Regions from separate parts of the Mus musculus genome. Here region 2 is linked to region 1. A link is a contact called in public Hi-C data. All regions are on one chromosome and are shown on one strand. The core of a region is the stretch at or near the end of the contact, and the rest is flanking DNA. Distances in the headings are between cores, read along the strand shown.

What was found. A called contact is a pair of places that touch in the nucleus more often than the background predicts.
Region 2: a Hi-C map of the N1E-115 cell line shows a contact between it and region 1, with 4 times the contacts expected there. The contact joins two enhancer-like sites. A contact is called at or near these places in 4 of 39 promoter capture datasets (embryonic stem cells and stem cell-derived epiblast-like cells), 8 of 484 Hi-C or Micro-C datasets (the N1E-115 cell line, embryonic heart, embryonic stem cells and 1 more), 6 of 115 datasets of contacts at active chromatin or transcription factors (astrocytes, embryonic stem cells and stem cell-derived neural progenitor cells) and 1 of 9 other capture datasets (embryonic stem cells).

Annotation. Positions count from the first base shown.
Region 1 is chr3:122,732,701-122,735,400 of GRCm38.p6, forward strand. The region is part of intron 1 of Pde5a (phosphodiesterase 5A, cGMP-specific); the gene reads left to right. Among named protein-coding and RNA genes, the nearest start is that of Pde5a, 4.9 kb to the left of the region's middle. Within about 2 kb of position 1,386, at least 7 of the 459 cell types and tissues checked have an H3K27ac peak or open chromatin away from gene starts, as enhancers often do. A contact at or near this core is called in the N1E-115 cell line, where this site is marked.
Region 2 is chr3:123,150,555-123,153,283 of GRCm38.p6, forward strand. The region is part of intron 1 of Synpo2 (synaptopodin 2); the gene reads right to left. Among named protein-coding and RNA genes, the nearest start is that of Synpo2, 84 kb to the right of the region's middle. Within about 2 kb of position 1,282, at least 13 of the 459 cell types and tissues checked have an H3K27ac peak or open chromatin away from gene starts, as enhancers often do. A contact at or near this core is called in the N1E-115 cell line, where this site is marked.

The DNA.
Region 1 (2,700 bases), core at 136-2,635:
CACTATGCCTGGTTCCCTCTTCATTTCTAAAAGATGTATCATTTTTACTTGTAAGGCACATATGTTAAATTTAGATGGAGGATGTAAAATAAATATTGCTATCCATTCTTAAAATAAATATCGCTATCCATTCTAAAAGGTTACTGCTTCTATAATTACATAGGAGTAGAAATGTTCACAATGTTCAAACAAATAATTTAGTAAGCATATTTTTAAAGGCAAGGCCTGTATTAAGAATAATGTAATCTTCGGAGCACTGGCCCAGTCTGTAACTGTGAGTTCCTCTATCGAGAGCAGTAAGTCTCATACACTAATGGCCAGTTTTCTTGTGTTCTCTTGTGGTCCCTGTGTTTGTGCTGCCTTCTAGCCTCCCGGAAGCATTCTGCTAGGCTTCAATTCTTCCTGCCTAGAAGGGTCCACAGAAGCTCTTCAAACAACAGCATTTCCCAGTTCCCTCCTCTCTGTGATGTTTTCAGAGCTCTAGATCCTTCTTAGAGCCTGAACTATGTGATCAAGATTTGTAAGGAAATGTGTAGATTTCATGCAGGATTAATCATAAATGGCTCTCTTGAAATAAAACGATTTTCATGTTATAATGAAAACTCAATAAACTTGTAAAATTATATAGAAACTACTACTGTTTCTATTATATCACGTTCACAGTATTTTAAGATTTGGAAACACTGGTGTTTGGCATACTTCAGGTATCACGATTTATTTTTCATGGAATTATAGAGATTGTATCTACAGCCCCCCAGCACTGTAGGCAAGTTAGGTCCCATCAGAGAACCGTGTACATGCTCAGCCACAGTTGCCTTTAAAATAATTCCATCATCATAGATGATCTCTAGTCACTTACATTGTTTCTTTTTAAGATACTTAGACTAAAAAAACTGTATAAAGTTTCACACTCCCTCCACATCAATGGCAGACAATGTGTTTGCTTTACTCAGATGTACCCCTTCCATTGTATTTGGAGACACAAATTATAGCTTTGCTCAAGCTGTCTTGGGCATTTTACTAATGCTCCAGAATGATTTCTTTTGTAACAGGAAAGACTAAACAGAACTCGATAGTATTTATTTGTTTCTATCCCAAACATAAAATTATTAAACCTTTAATTGTGGGTTTCAAGTTACGTTGGCTTCTGTTGTTGTTTTCAGAGCTGAATGTAGGGATGGAAAAAATCCTTAATAAGAAGTGGGGCAATGGAATAAGTCAGTGAGTTGATTGGTCACAGAGAGCTGACAATGCTTCATTTCTGAAGGCTGTGCGCAGGCTTTGCAGGGCTTCCTGTAACATTCATTAGCTTAGAGGCACAGATGTGGGTCAAGGCTGACTGCTGCTCTAGCAATGACTGCACTTGGAAGTAACTTTCACATCAGGCTCTCCAGGGGTCAGCTCCTGGGGGCTGCACACACAGGAACCACACATGGGAAGAGAGCCTCTCCACGTGACTTACTCTTCTGATATTTAGCTCTATAATATTATTTGCTAACTTGTTATACTCATTTTATTTTAAGTTGTATCTTTTAAGTGTAAAGACTCTATTCATTTTTAATGAATGGCAGGGTTTTGTAATTATTGTCAATCAAATATTTAAGGTAGGCAAAACAAATTGAGTGTTAAGTTTCTCTTTGTCTATGTTGACAAATCCTCTTTTCTTCTTCTTCTTTTGGTTTACTGAGGCAGGGTTTCTCCGTGTAGCCCTTATGAAATTGATTGGAATGACCAGCAATTGCATCAGTTATGAGGTCACTTGACCAGATAATCTTGTTAAGATTCTGTATTTTCGTTTGCCTGTCTTTCCCTCACCCATTCCTCTGTCTTTTGGCCTTGAACTTCAGCTCTGCTTTCTTGCATGCTTTCTCCGTGTGCTGGCAGAGCTCGTCTTTGATGAGTCTTAAACGTGTGCTGCTAAAAAGGTTCCTTCTTACTCTTGGCCGTGCTCCCCAAACTGTTCCTCCCTTACTTGGGTCATCTGCCTACTCTGGACCAATCAGTGTATCCAAGAGAGTAGGGAAGTCTGACTACTCCCGCAGGTAACCCACAGTCTCAATTTCCCTTTATGGGCAAGTCAGGGTTGGGGGTCTGTAAAGGGAAGGGCTCTGTAAGCTTAATAAACCTCAAAACCCTATAGAAACTGCTACTGTGCACAGACCAGTTTGCCAGGTGCAGTATCTGGTGCTGACTTTCCCCAGACCCCCAGCCTTGATTGTTTTCTTTTTAGAGAGAGCTTTACTCTGTTGCAGGCTGTTCTAGAACTCACGGTATAGCCATGTATCTCCAAATTCGTAAGAACCTTCCTGCTTCAGCTGTCTTTGAGTTCTTTCCCTTTGAATGTTAAGTTGAATGTGGTACTATGAAAAGTAAAATTAATATAAAGATTTACTTTAATCCTAGTTAACAACATTTAGGCAACTGCTGGCCTAAATTACATTTTAAGTTGGTTCTGAACAGAATGATAAAGCTACAGTCAAATGCAAATTGGCAGCAGTCATCAAATGCCCCTTGCAAAGTCCTTATGGCCCCAAGTGGGGTGACGGACAGCACAGCATGTTGCTTAGCAACATCTCGCTTCTCCCACTCACCCCCCCCCCCGAACACTCATGTACCCTTTAGTCCTTTAGCACAACAAACTCACTTTGGGATTTCATTTTTCATATGATGTGAAAGTCTGCTTGCATGTTAACTTTGCTT
Region 2 (2,729 bases), core at 32-2,531, 420 kb after region 1:
TCAAAAGTTTTGATGAGTATTATCACTAGCTCATGCCCAGGTTGGGAGATGAGAGAGGCCACATGCGCTGTCTCCACGCACACTGACTGTGTCTGCTTAGATGGCAATCTAACTAAATAGTCTTAGAAACCCTCTTCTCTTCAAGTGAGTCACTGCTAAATAAGGAAATGGATCTCGGACTGGCAAGTGGCTCAGATGGTAAAAGCCCTTGCTTGGCTCCGAACCTGACGACCTAATTTAATCTCCAGATTTCACATAAAAAGCCAGATGTCGTGACACACTTACTCAGTCCCAGAATTCCTAGTTTGGGGTGGGAGTTAGAGACAGGAAAAGTGACCAGAAGCTCACAAGCCAGCTAGGCTATTGTGTAATGCAGCAACAAGAGGAAGAGAGAACTGATTCTTGAAAGGTGTACATACATACATACACACACAGACACACACACAGACAGACAGACAGACAGACAGACACATACACACACACACACATACACACACACCCCACAGGAAGAATAAATAAATGAATGAAGGAAGAAAGATCGGATGGACCTGGATCCTGTCCATTTTAACAAGTGAAATAAGAAGAGTTAAAAGCAGTATGCCTGGTTCTCACCAAAGCAAAATTCTAAAAAATAAAAAGCAAGTTCTACCTGGCATTATTTGGACATTCTATTCTATGCCATGAAAGAAAATAAACTTTATCCTGCTCCTAGAAGAAAATCATAGATTATCTTTTATTCTACAGATATTAATTTGTCCCACGAACACGATTTAAACTTCTTAAACTTCTTCCAATAAATATCCAAGTAACTCATTAGAGATTATATTTGTTTGCATTTTCACATGAAGCAGCCACACAGATGCTGAGAAATCCGAATGACTTCGGCTTGGCATAACTCAGCGAAGTTGCTCTCACTTTATGAGTGGAACCTGAGACCCATTTGCAATACCCAGAAACGGACAGTAGCAATCCACTGCTGCTTCCTGGCCTTTCAGAGGTGTTGGTAGGGGGAGCTCTTGGAAGCTGAGAGAGAGCAATACAATTATCAAATGGAAAAAAAAAGGTTTTCTCTGGCTCCTCCCACACAGCCTGAGCGTTTGTTCAATGTCGAGGTAAGGTGGAGAGGAACGCCCTTGTACACCACCAGCTAGAAATGGAGTCTGGAGAGAAAAGCGGGCAAAACTGGGTGCCAAGTCTCCTCAGAGAACTGTGCTCTGCACAATACAAGGTGGCATGAGTCAATACTAAAGGCACCCCAGAAGCTGTCAGACATGAAACCATAGACCATTGCTATTATTAGAAATAACCACATATGGTGGTTACCATGTCTCAGACTTGGAAGGAGCCAGTGACATTTCACATAGAAAGTTTGGGTACCATCAGTGTGCAGCCAATGGTGGGGTCAAGTTTTGGGGGGCTACTTTTAAGATTCATGAACTCTCAGAAATGAGGCAGTCTAAACTATTCATACCTTATCTGGGTTGTCGAGGTGCCTAGCCCTTGTTGGCAATCTTCAATGTTCAGAGTACTCAGGGTGCCCTAGAAGGACAGGCACACGGCATTCTTGGCACAGAAATTCTAATTTGAGTTGACATTTTAAGAGACCATTTTTGCTTTATGTACCTTGACCCATAAAAAATAAACAGATAGAAGTCTTAAGCGGCTTTCTAAGTTGTATGTTTTCTATCACACTTCACTATGTAATGTTGGAGACTAAGGGGAAAGATGCACAGATTGGAAATATATTCTGTGTGCAGGTGTCAGGTAGCTGACTGATTTCAGAAAGGCATGGATTTGGGGGTGTTCAGGAATATTCAACCTTTTGACTTTGTGGTCAAAATGTGTTGGGCCACATGCGTAGCTACCACGGGATGCATATTGCCCATGGGCTGCAGGTTGGATGTACCCAATTTAAATACTAATCCTAATCTGTAAAGGGGCTCCAAACTCTAAAAACCAAATGTCTTCTGGGATAAAAACTGGGGCTTTGGGTGTACATGGAATTGTAGGAAGAAGGAAGCTTTCTTCATAAAGTTACATACTCATCTGTAGAATTTCTAATTATAAAGATGATTTATTTATTTGATGTGTTATAAATGTTTTGCTCACATGTTTGTTTGTGCACCATGTATGTGCCTGGTGCCTGTGGAGGCTGGAAGATGGCATCAGGTCCCCTGGAGCTGGAAATGTGGACAGATGGTTGTGAGCAGTCAGGTGAATGCTGGGAACTGAACCCGGGTCCTCCGCAAGAGCAGCCAGCGCTCTTAAATGTTCAGCCATCTCTCTTACCATTCTAGACTTTCTAATTTTAATTTAATGAACAGTCCGAGGAGAATCTAGTAGAGTCAGTGACTGCTGCATGGCCAGTCACTTTGGAGGATTAAACAGCTGACCTCCCCCTTCTCTTCACATTATTACGGGCAACAGAATTATGCAGTAAACAATGATGTTCGTGTAAAATATAGCTCAGCAACCTGGGATGACCATGAGGGCGGCCAGCTATGGACGGCATGATACAGAATTAGATCCTAGATCAGGGATAATGTAAGGACACAGAACCCAGCCCTGCACAGGGCCCAGTGCAGCTAGCAGATGATAAACAAGACTCCTCTGGATGTCTAACTGGCATCCAGTAAATTCTTGATGATTAATTGATTGACTTGCTGATTGACATAATGGCCCCTGGGAGCGCCAACTTGGATGATAGGGCTTTTGAAATTAACTCTATT